Regions from separate parts of the Mus musculus genome. Here all the other regions are linked to region 4. Evidence: chromatin contacts called from public Hi-C, HiChIP or PLAC-seq and promoter capture Hi-C data. All regions are on one chromosome and are shown on one strand. Each heading gives the region's core, a stretch centred on a gene start, on an enhancer-like site or on the middle of the called end of the contact. The rest is flanking DNA. Distances are from core to core; before and after follow the strand shown. Region 1 holds the start of Sh2b2 (SH2B adaptor protein 2). Region 2 holds the start of Polr2j (polymerase (RNA) II (DNA directed) polypeptide J). Region 3 overlaps Tsc22d4 (TSC22 domain family, member 4). Region 4 holds the start of Trim56 (tripartite motif-containing 56). Region 5 holds the start of Prkrip1 (Prkr interacting protein 1 (IL11 inducible)). Region 6 holds the start of Orai2 (ORAI calcium release-activated calcium modulator 2). Region 7 holds the start of Agfg2 (ArfGAP with FG repeats 2).

The links. Promoter capture Hi-C pulls out the DNA fragments that hold promoters and counts their contacts. Hi-C and Micro-C count contacts between places; a contact is called where the count stands out from the background. HiChIP or PLAC-seq counts read pairs in DNA pulled down with a chosen protein or histone mark.
Region 1: an H3K27ac HiChIP or PLAC-seq map of large pre-B cells shows a contact between it and region 4, with 5 times the contacts expected there. The contact joins the promoter of Sh2b2 here to the promoter of Trim56 in region 4. A contact is called at or near these places in 2 of 39 promoter capture datasets (liver and pre-B cells) and 1 of 115 datasets of contacts at active chromatin or transcription factors (large pre-B cells).
Region 2: a promoter capture Hi-C map of liver shows a contact between it and region 4, with 2.1 times the contacts expected there. The contact joins the promoter of Polr2j here to the promoter of Trim56 in region 4. A contact is called at or near these places in 3 of 39 promoter capture datasets (hippocampal neurons, liver and pre-B cells) and 1 of 115 datasets of contacts at active chromatin or transcription factors (pancreatic cancer cells).
Region 3: a promoter capture Hi-C map of embryonic stem cells shows a contact between it and region 4, with 3 times the contacts expected there. The contact joins the enhancer-like site here to the promoter of Trim56 in region 4. A contact is called at or near these places in 13 of 39 promoter capture datasets (the 3T3-L1 cell line, 3T3-L1-derived adipocytes, the C10 cell line and 7 more), 3 of 15 datasets of contacts at CTCF or cohesin (embryonic stem cells, large pre-B cells and pro-B cells), 9 of 484 Hi-C or Micro-C datasets (B cells, the Ba/F3 cell line, the G1E-ER4 cell line and 3 more), 3 of 115 datasets of contacts at active chromatin or transcription factors (acute myeloid leukemia, astrocytes and large pre-B cells) and 1 of 9 other capture datasets (adipose tissue).
Region 5: a Hi-C map of embryonic stem cells shows a contact between it and region 4, with 3 times the contacts expected there. The contact joins the promoter of Prkrip1 here to the promoter of Trim56 in region 4. A contact is called at or near these places in 2 of 39 promoter capture datasets (embryonic stem cells and hippocampal neurons), 1 of 484 Hi-C or Micro-C datasets (embryonic stem cells) and 1 of 115 datasets of contacts at active chromatin or transcription factors (memory CD8 T cells).
Region 6: a contact with region 4 is called in an H3K27ac HiChIP or PLAC-seq map of large pre-B cells, with 5 times the contacts expected there. The contact joins the promoter of Orai2 here to the promoter of Trim56 in region 4. A contact is called at or near these places in 6 of 39 promoter capture datasets (the C10 cell line, hippocampal neurons, liver and 1 more) and 2 of 115 datasets of contacts at active chromatin or transcription factors (large pre-B cells and memory CD8 T cells).
Region 7: a promoter capture Hi-C map of pre-B cells shows a contact between it and region 4, with 3 times the contacts expected there. The contact joins the promoter of Agfg2 here to the promoter of Trim56 in region 4. A contact is called at or near these places in 2 of 39 promoter capture datasets (embryonic stem cells and pre-B cells) and 3 of 115 datasets of contacts at active chromatin or transcription factors (the 230-238 cell line, large pre-B cells and pancreatic cancer cells).

The regions. Positions count from the first base shown.
Region 1 is chr5:136,243,394-136,246,513 of GRCm38.p6, forward strand. Sh2b2 (SH2B adaptor protein 2) reads right to left here and starts at 1,547. Exons shown (of 9, transcript NM_018825.4): 1 at 1,236-1,547. Gm30408 (a long non-coding RNA gene) reads left to right here and starts at 2,042. Exons shown (of 4, transcript XR_868600.2): 1 at 2,042-2,224.
Region 2 is chr5:136,115,440-136,118,256 of GRCm38.p6, forward strand. It overlaps Polr2j (polymerase (RNA) II (DNA directed) polypeptide J), which reads left to right and starts at 1,252. Exons shown (of 4, transcript NM_011293.2): 1 at 1,252-1,366. The coding sequence starts at 1,314.
Region 3 is chr5:137,758,820-137,761,620 of GRCm38.p6, forward strand. It overlaps Tsc22d4 (TSC22 domain family, member 4), which reads left to right. Exons shown (of 5, transcript NM_023910.6): 5 at 248-928. The coding sequence ends at 457. Among named protein-coding and RNA genes, the nearest start is that of Tsc22d4, 14 kb to the left of the region's middle. Within about 2 kb of position 1,407, at least 180 of the 459 cell types and tissues checked have an H3K27ac peak or open chromatin away from gene starts, as enhancers often do. A contact at or near this core is called in B cells, adipose tissue, astrocytes and 3 more, where this site is marked.
Region 4 is chr5:137,114,870-137,117,734 of GRCm38.p6, forward strand. Trim56 (tripartite motif-containing 56) reads right to left here and starts at 1,338. Exons shown (of 3, transcript NM_201373.4): 1 at 1,243-1,338; 2 at 1-84.
Region 5 is chr5:136,197,694-136,200,484 of GRCm38.p6, forward strand. It overlaps Prkrip1 (Prkr interacting protein 1 (IL11 inducible)), which reads right to left and starts at 1,261. Exons shown (of 6, transcript NM_025774.3): 1 at 1,082-1,261; 2 at 87-165. The coding sequence starts at 1,207.
Region 6 is chr5:136,169,249-136,172,394 of GRCm38.p6, forward strand. Orai2 (ORAI calcium release-activated calcium modulator 2) reads right to left here and starts at 1,408. Exons shown (of 3, transcript NM_178751.3): 1 at 1,290-1,408.
Region 7 is chr5:137,682,904-137,686,120 of GRCm38.p6, forward strand. Agfg2 (ArfGAP with FG repeats 2) reads right to left here and starts at 1,850. Exons shown (of 12, transcript NM_178162.3): 1 at 1,456-1,850. The coding sequence starts at 1,676. It overlaps Gm15498 (a long non-coding RNA gene), which reads right to left. Exons shown (of 2, transcript XR_003956003.1): 2 at 2,482-2,738.

The DNA.
Region 1 (3,120 bases), core at 297-2,796, 870 kb before region 4:
TCAGATCCCCTGGCAGAAACACTTATTTGGCACACGAGGTAATTCAGCTCAGGGGGCAGACAGAGATCAGGTTGATGAGATGGCTCAGTGGTAACAAGACGTGCGCCAAGCCTGATGACCTGAGTTCGGTCCCCAGAACCCATGTAAAGAAAGAACTGACTCTCGAAAGTTGTCCTCACACACTCACACACACACACACACACACACACACACACACACACACACTCATAAATAAACAAGCAAAAATTTTTAAAAATTCCACAAAGGGGCAGAGATGAAGCTCAACACTGGTCTGACAGCCCCACCCCCTACATCACCTCTGGTGAACTAGACTCTGGTTTACCCACGTTCACAGCCTCTTTGGGGGATACCCTGCGACTGTCCGATCACTGCAGACTTCTGACCTCAAAGACTCCACTGAGGGACTCTATGCGAGGGTGGAAGGGTAGGAAAGCCCTGGCGCGTCCCAGCCTCTGCCTGGCTCCGGCCCGCAGCCCTGGCGCGTTTCCTACACGCGCAGCTCACAGGTTCATCAATGGCCTAGGCCGAAGGGGCTGAATGGAGGGCACTAACCCGCCCCTTCTTAAAGGCGCCGGCCTGTCACCCTCGGCGATCCTCCTCTCAAACCCGGGGCTGCTCCGGAGCTCCAGAGTGGGCGGGTCACGAATAGTGGCCGTGGGAAAGAGGGCCTGGGCCGGAAAGAGAGTGTCCCCACGGGGTCACTGTGGCCCAGCGAGACCCCAGCGTGTAGCCATCACCCTCATGCTGTGTTGACCCACCTCCTCCCAGACCCTGGAAGAGACCTGAACGTCCCCTCCCCCCAGCATCGGATCCCTTCCTGTAGAGGACCAGCTGCGCTCGCCCCTCCAACCAGCCAGGGTCTGATGAGGGGAAAGGGGCTCAGCTGCTCCAGAGGTGGCTTCTTTCTCCCACCTCAGCTTCCCGTTACTCTCCACTTCTCCTGGGCAGTGGGTCTAGGATCCGATCCCAGAGGGGTTCATCCCCCTCTGTCGCGCGTCCTCCTCCCTCCCACCGGTGCACACAAAGACACGCTCGGACCCGGGCGCGTGCGACCGCGCTTCCCGGGGAGGCGGTGAGCACACACCACACACCTCATCACACACACACACACACACACACACACACACACACACACACACACCCTCGGGGACAGCTGGGCACCGGGTAGAGTAAAGGACCGTGGGGACAGGGAGCTGAGAACAAGCAGGCCGTACCTACAGGCGCGCAGCTTCGGCCGCGCGGGCTGGGGCGCCGGAGGAGCGCTGCCCGGACCGCGGCTGGGATCCCCGGACCCGGTGGCGCATGGCCCTCCGGGCCGTAGCTCCGCCCTTGGTGGCCGGTGGCGGCGGCAGCGGGGGTGGCTCCCGCTTCCCTGGCCTGCAGCTTGCGAGGCGGTCTTGGCGGTCCTGGTGCGGCCCCCTTGAGGTTCTCTCCCTCTTCAGGCTCCCGAGCTCCGCGCGCTCCGATCCCAGACTCGCGCGCCGCGCGCCCCTGGCCCTCCTCCTTGCCTGAGCAGCGCGCGCCTCTGGGCCCCGCCCCACCACTAGCCCCGCCCCAACACGCCCCCCCGCTTCAGGCCCCTCCTTTGCCGCACCCCCCGCCCACGCGGCGCGAGCCACTAGCCACGCTCCCAAGTCCTTCCCCAACCCCCAACCCCGGCTCTCTCTCCGGAGCCCCAGTGGCGCCGGCTAACCGCTCTGTCTTCCTCCGGACAGTGGCTGAGCAGAAAGACCCGGGTGCCCAGGTCTCGTTGCCAGTCGAAGGAATCCCTCTCGTGTGGGAGCGTCTCCCGAAGCCCAGGGTGGTGGCCCCCAAGGGCAGGATTGGAGGATGTTCTACGTGATGGGTCACCCCGGGCGTGGACACCCTATAAATGTCTCTGGGTTACTGAGAGTCAGACAGGGGCGGGCGCTGTAGGCCGACCCTCCGCCAGAGGACAATGGAAGCCTCGAGGAGGTCCAGATGTCGCAACCAAGGAAATGTCTGTCTGGTTCTCAACATCCAGGAGCCCAGAGCCACGCCCCCTGTCTTCCTCCTGCCCTCGGGGTGCGGGAAACCGCCCAGGATTTCGGATCTGGGGAAGAGCTCCTACACACAGGTCCTCCCCACTCAGCTTTACTCTGGTCCCACCAGGAGAGGTGTCTGAGGTCGTCCAGGATTCTGCGAAGTCCTCACTCTGGGTTGGCGACAGAACCAGAACTAGGTATTGCCTGGCCTGACTTCTCTGGTGGCGCTCTAGGGCATCCCGAGGGGTAAAGAGACCAGAGGAGATGGAATAACCTGGTGACTAGAGGCGCGGGGAGGAGTCAGATGGGGTTGACACATGCCCATAATCCCAACGCGCTTCGGACGGAGGAGGGAAGCAATAGTTTGAGACCAGCCTAGGGTACATACTGTCTCAAAAAGCCAAAAAACGAAAAAAACGACAAAACCCCACAGGTGTGTGAGGGGATGCTCAGAGGTGAGGCCTGTGGCTTCTGCAGTGGATATGGTCCCTTGGGCCTGCTCTCCTCTCCTCCTTGCTCCCCATTTCAGGGAGACTTCTGTCTGTGTTGACCTCAGGCTGTGATCTGCCTGGAGTGCCTCCATCTGCTGCCCTCCTCCCACACGGGGTGGCCTCTGACCTTTGTAAAGTCCTTTCACTCACAGGAAATCAGATTCACTGATTATTTTCCAGGAAGCAGCAGGGGTGGCATGGGGCTGGGGGAACTGGGCTGACATTGGAGAGATGGGGTGTGCTGAGCACATGGGAACTTGCTGGGGGCCACCGAAACCAGCCAGACCTCTGTTGAGGCCTGCCTGGGTACCTGTTTCTTCTCAGCCACACAGGGACCAGCAGCTGCCCTGTCTCTAGACCTGGCCAGCAAACACTTAATGAAAGTTTAGGCTGGAATCCAGCCATTGATTGAACTCATGTGGCTGTGAACCAGGAGGTTCCCAGTCAGGAAGGGTAGTATAGGGGTGAGAGAGAAACTGAACCCCTGGGTGGTCTGGCTATAGAACCCACTGTCCCCACTGCTTAGGGAGATGGGATGCTGGGGACATGAAAGAGGACTTACCTGGATCTAAGTTGTGGCTTAAATTCAATGGTGAGCTGTC
Region 2 (2,817 bases), core at 2-2,501, 1.0 Mb before region 4:
TCCATGCCTTTAATCCCAGCACTCGGGAGGCAGAGGCAGTCGGATTTCTGAGTTTGAGGCCAGCCTGGTCTACAAAGTGAGCTCCAGGACAGCCAGGGCTACACAGAGAAACCCTGTCTCGAACCCCCCCCCCAAAAAAAAAAAACAAAAAAACAACCAACCAGAAGCATCTTAAGGAAGGGTATACAATGCAGATGTCATAGCAACAGGATTCCCAGGCAGCCAAGCACACTGCATCTGCGCCAGGAAGCTGTAGTCTGACTCCTGAGCCTCTAGGATGATGCCATACACGTCTGTCTTCCTCAGTCAAATCTGTCTAGAATCCCAAAGACAACCAAACGTTCTTTATTATGGTTATGATTATTATTCTCTATTGTGAGTGCACACATGTGTAAATGCATACCGTGAAGGGAGGTCGGAGAAGTCTGTTCTCTACCACCACGTGGGTTCTGGGGACTGAATTTAGGTAATCAGATTTGGTCACACTCCCCCTTGCCCACTGGGCTGTCTTGCTGGCCCCTCCTAGGGGTTTGTTTCTAGGATGATTCTAAATTTCATCCGGTTGACAAGATGAGCCATCAGGGAGGCTGGAGAAATGGCTCAGCAGTTAAGGGTCTTACTGCTCCTGCAGGGGACTGGAGTTCGGTTCCCAGCACCCACTGGGGCAGGGGGGGCTCACAACCACCTGTAACTCCAGCTCCAGGTGACCCAACCCTCTTCTGGTCTCCAAAGGCACCTGCATATACGTGCCCATACAAGATATGCAAATAAAAATCTTTAAAAATAGGAAAAATAAAAGATTGCTACAGAGACCGCTGAAAAATGGCGAGGTGCAAAGCTTTCATCGTGTTTTTAGTTACCTGTGTGCTCAAGAGAAGATGCGCTGGTACCCCAAGCTCCTCCCCAACCTTTACATCCCTTCTTGCTCCACTGGTCCTCATCTAGAAGGCCTCATAAGTCCGCCAGTGTCGGCCCACCCGGGGGTCCTGCAGCAGCAGCCCACTTAGACTCTTAGTCCCATTCAGTCGGTACCGGGGAGCCAGCTACAGGTGGCTCAACTCCGGGCGCGGGAGCACGCGCCAAAACACTCAGCATGGACGCCTCGAACAAGGGTTCTAAACTGACGCATGCGCACGGCTCGCCCTCAGCCTTGCCTGCGCCTGCATTAGGTCATCCGAGCCGCTAGGGGGCGGGGGCCAGGTGCTTACACTGATTGGCTGCGGCTGAGAAATCCGGAAGTGGTCGCGCTTCGGGGCTCTGTTGGCGGAAGGAGACTGTGGGTTGGTGTCGGGGAGCGAGAGCGCGGCGCTAGGATGAACGCTCCTCCGGCCTTCGAGTCGTTCTTGCTCTTCGAGGGCGAGAAGAAGTAAGTGGAGGCCGGCGGAGGCGGGGACGGTTGCATAGGAGCCTGCCGGCCGTCAGCTCCGCTGGAGCGCCGCACTGCTCCTGTCTGGGGAAACCGAGGCGGGAGGCGGGCTTTGCTTTGAGTCTTCCGTGCTGCTCAATGCGAGTCTGCCCAGCTTCAGGCAGCGGCGCGAAGCACTGGCGCGTGCATGCATTTTGCAGTGGGAAATCGGAGGCTCTGGGACATGGAGTGTCTTGCTCCAGACACTTGGTTCATGATGACAGCTGTGAAGGGACAGAGACACAGCTCTCTTACACTCCTCAGCAACCTGAGGGTTTCTCCTAGATTTTCAGGGATCCCGACTTAGGCCAAACCCGGGTTCGTGGCTCCACGCTAAAAAGAATTTCAGGACTCTTCGGTTTAGTGAAGCAGGATTGGTGGGTTTTTAATTAAAGATACTTTAATATGGGCTTAAGCAGGAGGGTTCAGAGGAAGAGAGCGCTAAGAAAGTAAGACAGACGCAAGTTGGGTCTGTGTGCATTCAGAGAGCAGGGGGAAGTACTTTGCACTCGAGTGGCTACAGGTTTAGAGATTAAGCATCTAATTGTCTTTTGGAGGTAGGGTTTCTCTGTGTATCCTCCTTGACTGTCTTGGAACGAGCTTTGCAGACCAGACTAGCCTCAAACTCAGCGATCCACCTGCTTCTACCTGGGATTAACGGCCTGAGCCACCGGCTCTGGCTTTATGTAATTGTCTTAATGGTAGCCAAATACACTCTTTTGATGACTCAAAGTTTGCTACGAACCCTTCTCTCTTGTGTAACCCTTCTCTCGTGTGTGTGCCCCTTCTTGGAAGTCAGCTTAGTCTCTATCTCAGTGGGAAAAAGGTATGGAGGTGTGCTAGGAATCGTTTGTGAACCCCAAAAGATCATTAAGGAGCCGTTTCCATTAGGGTCTCTTTATCACAAGCTCGGGCTTGGGCTCTCCTCCAACCCAACCCTGACACAACAGGACAGGAAGAGAAGGCAGAGCAGCCTTGAACCCAGGACAAGGTTTTCTAGGGAGTGGGAGTGACGGGGTATGGAGCTTGGCAGGTATCTAACTGAATGTCTGTTGTAAGCTGACAGGTGGTGCTGTGAAGGGAGATGAACAATCACAAACTATCTGAAAGTAGATCTGAAGCAACCAGACTAATCTTTGATTAACTGTTGCTAGGGAGTAACTCTGGGGTATGGGCCAAGGGACAAGCCGTGAGGTCCTTCCTGGTACTTGGTTGCATCTTGGGTTCTGCTGTAGGTCAAGTTCTCAGGCTTTTTTTGCGGGGGGGGGGGGGGGTTCAAGACAGGGTTTCTCTGTATAGCCCTGGCTGTCCTGGAACTCACTTTGTAGACCAGGCTGGCCTCAAACCCAGAAATCCGCCTGCCAATGCCTCCAGAGTGCTGGGATTAAAGGCATGCACCACCACGCCCGGCT
Region 3 (2,801 bases), core at 157-2,656, 640 kb after region 4:
TCCTTTTCTACTTCCACCTTGGCTTCCCTCAACCTCCATCCCTGTCTGAGTCTTGTGTCTCCTTTTTTGACCGACTGCTGCCCTGTGTCTCCTTTAGCCTCTTTAGCTTCTGTCCCCTCCTTGGGGCAGAGGGGGAGGGGTATCTAACTGCTTCCTTGAGGCACCTGGGTTAGGCGCTGCAGTTGGAAGTGGCCTGGGGGTGGGGTGGGGGGAGGACCTGATGGTTTTGTTTGTCCCTGGGGTCCAGGACTTGGTGAAGTCCCACCTCATGTTTGCCGTGCGAGAAGAGGTGGAGGTGCTGAAGGAGCAGATCCGAGACCTGGCAGAGCGGAACGCTGCATTGGAGCAGGAGAATGGATTGCTGCGCGCCCTGGCCAGCCCGGAGCAGCTGGCCCAGCTGCCATCCTCGGGGCTCCCCAGGCTCGGGCCCTCTGCACCCAATGGGCCCTCCATCTGAGCCTTCTTTCCCTCACAATGTGCCTTTGGGGGGCTGCCACTGGCTGTTGCGCCTTGTGCCGGCAGCCTGCCCCCTCTTCCTATGTAGCTTTAATGCCCATGCCCAACTCCAGTGCCCAGGGATGGGAGTTGAAGGCTCAATATTGGCCTGTCCCATCCCGCTCGGTCTCCCCAGAGTCCTCAGGCCTTGCCGGAAGAGAAACAGCTCGGGAGAGGGTATTTATCTGAAGCCCCTCGTCCGTGGAAGAACCCAGCCCTGCCTCCTACCCCGGGTATCAGTGTTCTGGGGAGCCCCTCAGCAATAGGTGGCCTGGAAAGATTTGGAGGTTCCCTGGCAGGCCTCACCCCGTTCTCTTCAAGTGCCCCCTCTCCTCTGCCAAGGGAGGGTGTATGGACAGTATCTTCAACTTCTCGGATTCAGGTTGTTGTTAAAATAATAATTATAATTAAAAAAAAAATCTGAAGAAACTTGAATATGGAGGTTGGTGTGCTGTTGCTGCGTCTAGCTATGTATGTAGTTATGCTGTCCCCAACGCACGCCCTCGCGCACACAAACACACACACACACACACACACACACACACACACACACACACACACACAAGATCCCAGGTCCACCCTGGAGAAGATGCCAGAAAATGGCTTGGGAATGGTCTTGGTCCCTGGAAAGGCCTAGCAGGCTGGCCTAAGGAAAGAGGTAGGGGGCGGTGTCTACCCACGTGCTGGTGGTTGGCCCTGTGAGGGGAGGCCATAACAATGAAGTCTTTGGTGAGTGTCAGGATCCACCTCCAGCTTCCCAGTGTGTCCTCTCTTGTGGGCTGGATCCGGGTGGCTGCTTGGAGACAGGCAAGGAGCCCTGAATGGGCCCCTTGTCTTAAGGCTGGGTGTGGGCCAGGCTCTTAGGGCACATGGTGCCCTTGCCAGGCCTGGCAGGCTGCCTCTGCTTCTACCCCACCCCTGGCTGGATGAGGACTAGGCCCAGTGGGTGAGCAAGCTCCTCCTTCTCTCCCAGACCGACTGAGGCAGCCAAGAAGGGCCCCACCTAGTGGGGGCAAAGGGAACAGCACTAAGAGCCTTGAAGGAGAAAGTCTTGTCTCTGGGGATCAGAGAGGAAGCCTTAGCAGAGTTTTAAGTCTTTGGTGGCCCGACCAACCAGATTGGACCCCGTCTTTTCTTTTGGGGTCAGGGTGTGGTGGTTAAAACGGTGTCATGTAGCCCAGCCTGGCTTCAGACTTACTATATAGTTGAGAATGGTGCCGGAGGCCTGATCCTCCTATGTGCCGGGATGACAGGCGTTCACCAGTATGCTGGCCCTGGTTCATTGTTGTGTGATTCGAGTGTTCACTCTGTGCTATTGCCCACATGGAGAGACCAGAGGATAAACCTGGGTGTCACTCTTCACCTTTCACCTTCTCTGAGACAGGGTCTGTCCTTACTAAGGATGCCCAGCTAGCCATCCTTTTATCTTGGCCTCTCATTCCCTGTTAGGACCTCTGGTATTGTAAATGTTTGTTACTGTATCTGTGGGGTGGCCCTGACTCCCAACCGAGGCTTGTGTAATCAGCACCTCCTCCTTACCCACGGTCTCGTGGCCTTAGTCTTCAGTTGTCTAGCTAGAGGGTATCATTTAGCCCATGATGGTCTTGAACTCACTATGGAGCCAAGACTGACTTTGGTCTGTATCTGTGTTCACATGCCTGTCAGTGTGTGTATGCATGTGTGGAGAGACCAGAAGCTACTTGGTGTCTTCTTTGATTGCTTTTCACAGTTTTTGTTGGTTTTCTTTTTTGAGATGCTGTTTCCCTGGGTAGCCCTGGCTGTCCAGGAACTTTCCCTGTAGACCAGGCTGGCCATCTGCCTCTGAGAGCCCTGAGACAGACTCTCAGTAGACCTAGTGTTCACGGATGGAGCTAAGACTGACTGGCCAGCAAGCCCCAGGGATCCTTCAGTCTCGGCTTCCCCACTAGAATTACAGACATGCAGCATTGGAGAGTTGGGGTGTAGGGTGCTGAGGACCCAAATGCAAGTCCTCATTGCGTTGGATCCCCTAGAACAGGAGTTATAGGTGGTAAACTACCGTGTGGATGCTAGGGCTAGAACCCTGGTCCTTTGGAAAAAGCAGCAAACGCCCTTAATGGCTGAGCCATCTCTCCAGTCCCCTCAAATCCAGTTTTTACAAATCCTGTATCCACTCTCCAAACACTTACCTTGAAGTACTGTTGTAAAAATTATCTAGCAAAATCCACAGAGAACGCTTAAAGAGTTTCTGGGCTCTTGATCAACGTTGATTTTATTATCTCGGTTCTTGGGCCAGAAGAGACAAGGCCATCAATGATTGGCTCTGA
Region 4 (2,865 bases), core at 88-2,587:
CAGACACTCACCAAACGTAAACATGCGACCGGCTGTAGGAAGTGCTGAGCCTGTGGGAAAGATGAGACCAGGTAGCCCCCAGGCCTCAGAGATAGAATACTCTAATTAGTAACATACCAGGTCAAGGGCCAAAGGTAGGTGTAGCCCAAGCCCTTCCCGTCTCATGTAGCCCAGGCTGGCCTCAAACTTGGCCAAGTAGCCCAGGATGACCTTGACCTTCTGAACTTCCTGCCTCCACTTCCGGAGCCCTGGGAAGTTTATGTAGCACTGGAGAAGCAACCTAGGGCTTCTTGTGAGCTAGGCAGCCCTGCTCCTGGGTCTAGCTCCAAGCTTGTGCTCCTCCTGCCTCAGTCTCCTGCGTGCTCACATCACAGGCAAGCACCACCACGTTCACCTTGCCATGGGTCCTGTTATCAGTGGGTGCTAGGACTCAAGGGGCAGCCAGGAAGGACACACAGGTCAGGGGCATGCGAGCACTGTGCTTTTCGATGTTGGACAGGGTCCCGCAGTCTTTGTCCATCCATCTGTCTGGGAGGGTGTCCTGGGAGGGTGGAAGGGGCCCTACTTCCTGCCCCATCTAGCTTTGAAAATAACAACAGATCAAGATGAAGGCTCAGGGAGAAAAAGTTCATCTCCTTCCTTTTCCTGGACCTGGGGGTCATGTAGATCTGGCCTGACTCCTGGAGTCCTCTAATTTTACCATTCCTACCAAACTCATTCTAGAATCCCCTGGAGGGAAGGTACTGTAAGTCCCCAGCACGGTGGCGACTTAATAAAGAAAGCTGGAGCCCGAGACAGGAAGCTTGCCACAAATTTGAGGCTAGCCTGGGTTTAAAAGTGAGTTTCAGGACAGCCTGGGGCTACAATAGTGAGTTCTGGTTGAGCTTGCCCTACAGAGAGATCTAGCCTTGAGAGAGAGAATGAGAGCGATCACTTTTCTTTTTCCCCAGTGTTGGGAGGAAAAAAAAACAAACAAACTCGGAGTGGGGGGTGGGGGTGCGGTTGTCTACACTCAGTGAGTGTAGGATTCAGGACACAAGGTGGGAGGTGGGAGGCTGAGGGACAGGGCCTGGCTCCAAGCTTGTCCTCCCAAGCTTCTCAGGTCCCCTCTGCCCTCTCTCCCCTCCCTTCCTTTCCCTCTCCCGGGCTTTCTCACTTCCCCTTTCCTCCCTCCCCTCCCCCCAGGCTAGTCTTTCTGGGTGCTGGCTCTTAACCCCATCCGCCTTCCCGGGCTCTCCTTACCCAGCCACAGCTGATCCTGGACTCTCCCAGCAGGACCGGGGAGCCCCGAAATCCCGCTACCGCCAGCAGTTGACTACCTGCAAGAGAAACAAAACTGAAAGTAATCGTACTGTGGTGGTGCAACTTCCGTCCCCGGCCCGGGACAACTACTCTGGGGCGCAAGCCCCGCCTTCCTCACCACTCCACCCTGGAACCCTCCCTCCCCTCTGGCCGGGGCAATAAGGCCAGACCCGACTCCAGCAGGAAGGTCTGGGGGCTACAGGTTAGGGCGACTGGTAGCCCCAGGCTCAAGCTGTCAGCTTGTGTGTGTGTTGCAAACAAGACACTGCCCCAGAATCTATTCTCTGAGCATGTTTATCGGGTCAGGATGTTTATGTGTGGCAAGGAATGACAGATGAGCGATTGGGCCAGTGGGCGAGGCTCCTCGTGGGTCCTTTGCTAACCGTTGAAGCTGTGAGCCCCAGATAAGAACATTTCCAGAGCTTAGCGCAGTCTTTCTGGAGGAGGCTGTCTAGAGATGTGTTTGAGGAGGTCTCGGAGCATTTGGGGGCTTTCCCGGGGCAAGAGCGTTCTGAGAGCAACAGGTGTGCAGGGACAGAGAAATGACATCCGAAATCCTCAGCCTTCGGTGGTGGGCCACAGCTGTAATCCCTGCGCTGGGAGCTGGAGGCAGGAAGACCAGAGGTTCCATGCTAGCTAGCCTCAGATACTTGGCAAGTTTAAGGCCTGTGAAGCTTGAAAGAATCACAGGGGACCGTGTGAACCGTGGAAGACAACAGACGTTGTAGAGGGAGGAATTGACTAACATTGTTGGATGCCACAAACCAGGTAGTCAATCAAAATGAGGACAGGAAGTCATTGGGGTGGTAGCAGACCTAACATGGTTCACCTTGTCGATCTCCCTACCCTTTTATTCTCTCCCCCAAATTTTTGCTTCATGCTGGTGTAAAAGCAACATATTCAGAAAAAAAAATGTACTTTGGGTGTTTTTTTTTTCTTATGTATATATTTAGACAAAGTCTCGTTATTTAGCCCAGGCTAGCTTCAAGATCCTTCTGCCCCAGCCTCTTGAGTGTTGGTATTTCAGGTGTGTACCACCACCTCCATCTTTGGAAATTTTTTTTTTTTTTTTTTTTTTTTTAGCCTAGAAAAAAAAGTACAATTCCAAGGGGAAGGCCTGGAAAAACCAGACAGCACAGAAAGACAAGAGAGATTAAGGTTGCACTGGGGTGGACTCACCCCCATATGGCTCAATGGCTTACAGTGGTAGAAAGCTCGCCTGGTATGCCCGAGGCCCTGGATTACACCCACAGCACCTAATAAACTAGGCATAACCCCAGCACTTGGGAGGCAGAGGCTGGAAGATCTGGAGTTTGAGGTCATCTTCAACATATAGCGAGTTCCAGCCAGCCTGAGACATGTGAGACCTTGTTTCAACAAACAGAAAAGGATGTGGGCTTTGGAACAGGGGACACCAGAGTCCCTCGCTCTCAAGCCTGGTAACACCTCTTGCCAGCGGAAAAGCAGGAATTCCAGCAGAGTGAATTCCTTTGCTGTGAAGGTTGCCGACTTGAGAGATTCCAAATAACAGCATTAAAATAGCTCTGATGGCAAGATGGCTCA
Region 5 (2,791 bases), core at 11-2,510, 920 kb before region 4:
ACAGTGTACTTACATATAATAAATAAATCTTTAAAAAAAAAACAAAACAAAAACTATAAACCCCTGACACCCATAAGAGACATTACCCATGACATCTCGGACAAATTCTGGAGGCGCTCGAGGAGCCCATTCATTCATTTTCTCTGGAATTGGAACTGCTTTGTCCTGGAACAGTTAAACAGAAAAGCATCTATGAACATACACTTGCTGAGGAAGGTACATCCCGTTTGACGATCTCAACTGAGCACGCTTCTCAAATCTGGAGCTGACTGAGTGTAGTTCTGCTGCCCTGGCCTTACTTCATCCACTACACCATGGGGTCTAACGTGGGCCAAAGTTCTCCTGCGCTAAACAAGTCTGGAATCTACGTCACTAAGAGACGAGCCAACCTCTTCTAGTCAAAGATATGAGCTGTCTGTTTTACGAGGCCCATTGAAGAGGTAAAGAGTGATGTGGTCCAAATTTGGCGTCCAATGCTTCTTTAATAATGGCTGCTATTTGGAGTTGTACACTTTTGCTAAGACATCGATTCTGGGTTTTGTTGGTTTCTGAGATAGGTCTCACTGTCTAGCTGATCTGAAACTCACTACGTAGACCACGCTCGCCTCGAATTTGTAGCAAACTTCTGGGGTCAGCCACCAGAGTGCTGGGATAGCAGGTGTGCACCACCATACCCAGCTCCCACCGCTTTGGTTCATATATTAAAATAGAAAGGGCTGTGAAGCAATACTGAATAGTAGCGCAGGGCTGTCATCCCAGCTCGTAGGGAAGATAAGGTAAGAGGAGCCGGGATGCGAGGAGCCCGGATGCGAGGTCTGCCTATCTTACAAAGCCGATTCGGTACGGAACGTGGACAGCACGAGCAACGCCATGATACCGCAAACAGCAAACTAAGAAAAAGGAGGGTGTGGAGGGCTGGGCAGCGCCTTCGTGCAGCTACGCTGTAGGACAAGAACAGGAGCGAGGCTCCCTCCACGGGGCCGCCCTCTCCGCCCCAGGGTTGCTCTAGGGGGACTGAATGTAGCCTTGCTCGGTCTGGCGGCGGGGTGAAGGGACTGCGCCTCGGCCCACTTCCACTCACCGGGTTCTTCATGAGCCGCTCCAGCTTGAGCTTCTGCTCCTCGGCCGCATTCTTGGGGATGACCAGCGTCTGCGGCTCTTTCTTGGGCCTGGGCGGTCTCACAGAAGCGGCAGCAGGACTCGCCATAGCCGCTCTCCTACTCCTTTACGAAAGCTGCCGGCGGCCGCTCGTATTGATGACGACAGAAGAGCGCGCCAACCGCGCACGCGCACTCTCAAACCCCCGGGGGGAGGGGCGCTCTCCTGAGGCGCATGCGCACTCTCTCCTCGGAGGTACGAGGCAGTCCTAAGCAGCTTGCTTGAATATTCATGAACGCGAGGTCAGTGTGGTTTATTTTGATCATAGCACTTTAATTTCATTTCCTGTTTCAAAACAAATCAGGGCTGCCTGATTCTCACATCCGGAGAGGAAGAGACGGCCTTTAGTGATGATGAGTGGGCTGGCCCCAGGCGACGTCTCAGGTCCCCAAGGACTTCGCACAGCTTGCTCTGGGACTCTTGGCACGTCCCTCCCAGTTTCGCTCGCTCCTGGGCTTTGTCTTTTTTTTCCGTTTCTTTTTTATCTATTCTACTTTCTCCCTACCCCACTCTCTCTTCCTCCTCCTCCTCTTCTCTCCCCTTCTCCGCCCTCTCCATATCGTCTCCTTCCCTCCCTCTTTTCCTTCCTTCCTTTCCTTTCCTTTTTTTTTTTTTTTTTTTTTTTTTTTTTGTTTTTTTGTTTGTTTGTCTTGTTTTTCAACACAGAGTTTCTCTGTATATCTCTGTCCTGGAACTTGGTTTGTAGACCAGGCTGTCTTCGAACTCTCGGAGATCCGCCAGCCTCTCACACCCCGATTCCTATAATAATCTTATAATCTCCTTTGTAACTGAACTCTTAAGACAGACCCGATCTCCTTGGCCACGCTGAAAGTACAGCGCCACCAGTCGAGCCTGAGTATGTGAGTCTGTTTTAGAATAAAGGAAGTTGCCATTCCAATCTACCTGACGAGGAATTAACTTCAAGTCTTTCACTTGAAGGTGAAAGTAATGGAGAATGATGGAACTGCGGCCTTCTGGTGGTGGAGTGTTTTGTTGACCATGCGTGAGGCACTGAAGTAGCTCCCTATAGTAAAAGATGTTAAGAGCCAGCAGTGGTGGTGCAGGCCTGTAATCTCAGCACCCAGGGAGTTACAGGCAGATGGATCCCTGAGTTCAAGGCCATCCTGGTCTGTAGAGAGAGAGTTCCAGGACAGCCAGAACTACACAGAGAAAGCCAGTCTCAAAAAACAAACAACAAAAAAACAAGCAACAACAAAACAAGCAACAACAAAAACCCAAGATGGTAACAGTAACATCTTGTAGGCAAGGAAACTGAAACAAGTCCTTTATTAGAAGAAGCTTATTAGAATGAAAGGGCCTCAAAGCTGACTGTTGCTGGAGATGGAGGGAGAACAATAGACAGTACAGTATATGGATCTCTGAACGTGGTGGGGCCTTAAAGGGAGCAAGAGGCTTCCCTTTGGAACCTGGAGAGGAGCTTCATTAAAACTGGAAGGAAGGCCGGGCAGTGGTGGCACACGCCTTTACTCCCAGCACTCCGGAGGCAGAGGCAGGCAGATTTCTGAGTTTGAGGCCAGCCTGGTCTACAGAGTGAGTTCCAGGACAGCCAGGGCTACACAGAGAAACACTGTCTGGAAAAAAAGAAAAAAGAAAAAAACAAAACTGTGAAGAA
Region 6 (3,146 bases), core at 158-2,657, 950 kb before region 4:
TCCTTCCTTCCTTCCTTCTATTTTAGTTGTTTGGTTTTGTTTTTTTGAGACAGGGTTTCTCTGTGTAGCCCTGGCTGTTCTGGAACTCACTTTGTAGACCAGGCTGGCCTCGAACTCAGAAATCTGCCTGCCTCTGCCTCCCAAGTGCTGGGATTAAAGGTGTGCGCCACCACGCCCGGCCCTTCCTTCTATTTTAGATAGGGCCTTATGTAGGCCAGGTCAGCCTCCAACCAAAAATATAACCAAGCATAGCTTTGAACTCTGGATGCTGCAAGGGCTGAGATCACACACCTGCTTTGCATGGTGCTGGGGTTAGAACCCAGGGTTCCTGCACGCTAGGCAGATTTTCTAGGGGTTCCATCCACAGCTCCCGCTGATCCCCTTTCTATTTTTGGGTTTGTTTTGAGACAGGGTCTTGCTGTGTAGCCCAGGGTGGCTTGGAACTTGGGACTGTCTCACCTAATCTCCTGCGTGCCAGGATGGCAGGCATCACCAGCTTCTGTCACAAGTCCATTCCTTATACTCAGAGGGCCTATCTTGGTCCAACCCTTGCCCCATGGGGAGAAGCAGAGTCTGGCCTACAAATTCCAAGCTCAGGCCAGAGGGGGCGGTGAGACAAGATGGAGCCCATAAGTCTGTCAGATAGCACCCACCAACTCTAAGATTGCTAGGCAGACTGAACCTTTTTTTTAAAAAAAAAATTATTATTATTATTAAAATGAGGAGCAGCAGAAAGATTAGGTCTGACAAAAAAAATTAAAAAAAAAAAAAAAAAGCCAACCCACGGCAAGGCTGTTAGACGAGCATTTCTCTTGCCAGGTTTGTTTGAAACTGTCTCAGGCAGCAGGTTATGGAGTCTGCCTGTTTTAACTTCCTCTAAACATCTGGGGCACGGGAACTGTGTCTTGTCACCCACGCGCCTGAGAGGTGGCAGTGGCCTGCCAAAAGCAGCCACCTGCATCCCTGTCCTATACTCTAGGGAAGTCCCTGCGACTGCAGGACCCGAGAATCAGCTGGCAGCCCCGCGCGATCCAAGTCTTCTGACACTGCACTCTACCAAGGAAGTCAAGGGATTGGGGTCACCAGGCCATCCCTCTGCCTCTCATCAGCCTGTCCCTTCCTCTCCACGCCATGCCTGCCCAGGGAGAAGCTCCATCTCCTCCTGTCCAGTGTCCCTGATCCAATTTCCCCGCGCCCCTTAGCTAGGAGGGGACCCTCTCCTGTTCCCCTTCAGACACCCCCCCCCCCCAGACAAGGATGGACGGGCCCACCCGCGGCCGAGCACTCACCCTGACTGTCCAGCCCTCAGCGCGCTTGGCTCCAGCTCACGGCTCCGGCTCGTGGCTAGCGTCTGTGTCGCGGCCGGGTGGCCCGGCGGCCGGGCCAGGGCGGAGGACCGGCCCCCTCCCTCTTTCCGCCCGCAGCCGCTGCCTAGGCAACACTGCGCCGCCGTCACGTGACCCATCCGTGGGGCCCTGCCGCGGACCACGTGACCTGAATAGCTGGTTGGGGACCGACCCCTCCTACAAGATCTAGGGGTCTTCACTTCACAAAGTGCTATCATCCTCGTGGGACCCAGGTGGGTGGGTCCAGGCGTGGGAGAGCGCTGCTCCTAGCGAGTGACACTAGGGGATACCCAGCATCTGTCGTGGGCAGCATAGAGAGGTGGGGACAGGGTGTGAGTGTTGCAGAGTGGGTAGAGGCGTGCAAGAAAGGCTCAGCCTGGCTATATCCTGGTTTTCTCAGCTTGTGCAGTGACACCATTCTACTGTGGTCACGCAGGTAGGTGGCTCTTGGTTCCAGCAAGGCTGTGAGAACCAAACAATGCAAGGGACATGTTCTCATTGCTGAGCTCTGGGCACCTCATGGATGGCAGAGAAGGGTCGTTTGGACGCTGCGGCGAGGCATGCCCTGGCGAACACTGAGGTTTTACAACTGAGAAACTCAAACAGGAACGGCTCTGCAGGAAGTATACACTAAGTATACGCTCAGCGCCCCAGTGGGTGCCTCGTGGCCCCTCAGAGTGCTCCCTATTTGCCCGGTACGCTTCTGCTTGCACGCTCTATATAGGATTTTTCCATCTGTCGCAAAAGCATCAGACTGTGACACATTAACCCAAAGGAAGGAAAAATTCCACTCGTATCCAAATTTCCTGACAACTGGGAGTGTATAGATGTGACTGTTAGCAGTTTCCGCTTGGGTTGCCAAGTCAATTCACTTAGGATAGGTGAAAGCAACTCCTCCCTCCTGGCGCTGACCCCTCCTGACAGCGTGGGCCATCATAAGGCTCCACGTGTGCCTACATAAGAGGGTCTGAACCTGCGGGAGCCACGCACTCTCAAGGCAACTGCCTGGCGCCTGCAGAGCTGAAGTTTGAGTAAACGAAAACAGGAAGGAGACACTTGGTAAACTCCAGCCATTGCATCATGGATGACACTCTTTCAACAAGGGGTTTTTGCTTCTTGCGGTTATTAGGAAGCTTAGCTTTGGAGTAGGACTTTCCAGCGCCAGGCACTGAGGTTCCTCCACCGCCAGCACAATTATCTGGCATGCCTGGGCAAAAATGAAATGCCAACTGTAATTACCAGTCTGCCTAGGAGCCGCTTTGCTAACCAAACACAGGCAACAGCCCTTACTGTTGTTTGACTCACTTCCTCCTTAGAAGGGAGGAAGCCATGGTATCTGTCCTGTTGGAAGGAGGGTCGGAGGTTGGAGGATCCACAACCCCTGCCCCCTCTTAGGATCCCAGGGAGCTGACTAGGGGTTACCCAGAAGGTTCAGGTCCAGAGCAGTCTCTCCTGAGGGCACTGCATTGCTGTCTGGGCTGTCTGCCTGAAGTTGGTTGGTCTTGGCAAGTTACTTCCTTTACTTAAAAAAAAAAAAAATTAACTACATTTTATTTATTTAGTGGGGTGGTGGTGTGCACCACAATACATGTGTGGAGGTCAGAGGACAACTTGTGGCAGTTGGTTCTCTCCTACCAAGTGGCTGGAACTCAGCCTGTCAGGCTTGGCAGTGAGCGCTTTTTAGCTACTGAGCCATCTTGCTGGTCGGTTTTTTGATTTTCCTAGAAGCTCGAGGAGCCTGTCCTTGAACATCAGTTCTTGAATACACATAATGAATGTGCATAGCCTACTCACACAGGA
Region 7 (3,217 bases), core at 600-3,099, 570 kb after region 4:
TAAAATAGCAGTGTACTAAAATACTAGAAAACCAGACAAAAACGAGTCCCTAAGAAAACCAAAGATCTCGAACCCAATGTTAGTCAAATAATTCCTAAGGAGAAGGAGCTTACTAAATAACTAGAAATCTGGGGTGGTCTGGGCTGAGGGTAGCATTGTGGATTTTACAACCAAGCCTCTGCTCCCCAAATTTACAGTTTACCAGATGAGACTCGGCAGTACACTTAGGAAAGACCCCAAAGCATGCCTGTAACCCCAGCCATTACAGAGGTAGAGGCAGGAGGACTCTGAGTTCCAAAGCCACCCCTAGCTACATCATGAATTAAAAGTCACCGTGGACTGTATGAGACCCCGTCTCAAGACAAATTAAAAAAAAAAAAAATGGACTGGTGAGCTAGCTAGCTCAGCAAGTATGGGAGCTTACAGCCATGCCTGTTGACCTGAGTTTGATCCCCAGGCCCCACACGTAGTGGAAGGAAATTGCTGATTCCTACAAGTTATTCTCTGATAACCACACAAGCCATGGAACCTACATGTCCCTACAGTGCAAAGTAAAGAAATCAAATGCAACTTTAACGGGGGCAGAGGACGAAATGGGGAAAAGAAAAGAATATGCCATTCTGATCCTCATCTCTTCGGGAAAGCTAAGCTGTCCGCCAGGATAACCCTTTGGCTCTCTGCCCTTAGTATATTTCGTAAGTCATCTACCCTCTAGCTAGCATTCCAGAGCCTGAAAGATTAGGATCTGCACCTGATCCCTGGCTTCATACCTGCCACTCTAGGCTGTCAGCCTGGGCTAATGCGTGGAGCATTTTCCATTCCCTTCTAGGGTACTTTTGTCTTAGGCTCGACTTCCCTATTTCTTTCCCTTCTCCTTCCACCCCGTTCCCCTCCGCTCCCCTCCTGGTGGAGCGGCAAGGGTCTCATGGTTGGCCTTGAACTCCTGATCACCTCCCCCTCAGTGTTGGGATTACAGGCGTGTACCACACTACTCGGGTTTTATGCAGTGCTGTGGATGGAAACTCAGGGCGCCGAGCGTGCTAGGCAAGCACTCTACCAACTGAGATACAATGCAACCCCAGCTAAAGTTCCCTTTAAAGGTCTATGTCAATTTCTGGCCCTTTAAGTCCCTCCCCCACCCCACCCCAGTCCCTCCACACTTTCTCTCTCCCCACCTGCAATTCGCCTTCGCCTCCCCCAGGGAGTTTCTCCAATCCTCTCCTCGTGTCCTTCTACAGCCCCCACCCTCCCTCTGCAGCGCGACTCCACTCCCGTCTTCTGTCCCCCTGCGCTTTTTCCCTTTCCCCCACGACACACCTCTGCAGCAGGCGACCTTCCACCGCCACATCCAATGCCGGGGCTACCCCTCTGACCTCCTGGATCGCCCCGAGCTCCTGCAGACTCACTTCACCCGAACCAAACCCAGTTCCCCCCCCCCCCCCCGGATCCACTCACAGGAGGCCGGAGCAGGTGGTGCAGACGAAGCTGCCCACGGTGATGTCCACATACGTGACCCCGCGCTGGGCGCACTCGAAACAGTGGCGGTTCCCGGCCTGGCTGCAGCCGCCCAGCTCCCGCACTCGGCGGCACCACACCTCCGAAGCGGCTTCAGCCTCCGCTTTGCTCCCTCCGACCCCGCCACCCGGGCCCGGGCCCTTCTTAGCCGCCATCACCATCTCTCCTCCAGGTTCCTCTGCAAGTCAGCGGTCGCTCCCCTTTAACCGCTCGCTGCCTTTCCCGCCTCCGCCGCCTTCGCACGCCCGGCAACCCTGACACCAGCTCCTGCAGCCCCGACCACGACCGCGAGAGACTCTGCCGCCCCCTTCCTCGTCCTGTTCGGCACGCTGATTGGCTAGTCTCCCCCCACCTCCTTGCTTTAATTGGTTCGATTCGAGACGGCCTCCGGTTGCTGGAGCCTTCAGAACCACGCCCCACTGCCACCCGGCCTTCTGTCTTTTCCATTGGTTCACAAAGACCCCCACCTTGCAAGTACAATGCGTGCCCTCCTCCTTGTCCCCGCCCCCTCTCGCCACGGACTCCTATGCTGACTCTGATTGGTTGTTAAGGTTGCAAAATTAGCGTGCGAGAGAAAGGAGGTGTTCGGCGCGTGCGTAGTGCTCATCCTCCGGATTGATACTAATTCCCGCCAAATTTCAAAGGCTCGTTCCAGGCTGAGCCAGGAGACAAGAAAATCGGAAAGAAATTGCCCTAGGATGAGCTGGAGGAGAAAGGGAAAGACAGAGAAGGGGAGTGCTTTGTAAAAGATACTTTATTTATCCAAGTCATAGAAAGAGCCCCCACTTTAGAGTCAAGTTAAAAACCTGAGGTAGGATGCAGAAGGGATGAACGGCGTTTGCCACTAACCTTCATTCCCACTCCTGTAAGAAAACCGACTCCTATAAGCTAGCTGCCTTCTGATTTCCATGAGTACACACACACACACACACACACACACACACACAAATAAATAAATGCATGTAAAAAATATTCAAGAAAACATGTTGAAGTGGATCACAGAACTGGTTTGTGGCTCAGTCAGAATTTGAATCTGAGTCTTTTGATTTTAAAAGCTCTGCTCCGTGGCCAGGGATGTATCTCAGCTGGTAGAGTGCACTAAGCGCGAGGTTCAAGCCCCCAGCACTGCATACAACTCAGCGCGGTGGCACAGGCCAGTAATTCCAGCATTTGGGAAGTGGGGGTAGCAGTAGCGGTACTTCAGAGTCATCCTCGGTCACTGCCTGGAAAAGGAAAGGCTGAGAATAAGCAGGTTTAGGGATGCTGGCAACCATAAGTCAGGACTTTGGTTTCAGACATGCCAATGGGATGCGGGCAGATGAGAGATAGGTTTCTGAGTTATTGGTACCCAGGAGCCCATGGGCTAGATGAGGTTGCTTAATTGTTGTCATAGCTGCAAGTGTACTTCCCCCTGAGCTGTGGTGATGCCAAGTCCCCATGTACACATGCAAAGGAACCATTTTGCTTCATGTAAACCATGGCTGCATGCCTTGGATTCCAAGCAGGTGGATCGCTGTGAGTTTTAGGCCAGCCTGGTCTATGTAGTGAGTTCCAGGGGATTACACAGTGAAATCCTGTCCCCCACCCCACCCCCACCAAAAAAAAAGCCTCTTGTACATTTTCAGAGTTCAGCGTTCAGCATTTCCCTGTGCTGGCCATTTCTTGCACAGCTTCTCTTTAGCCAGTGGTTATTTCTTCACCC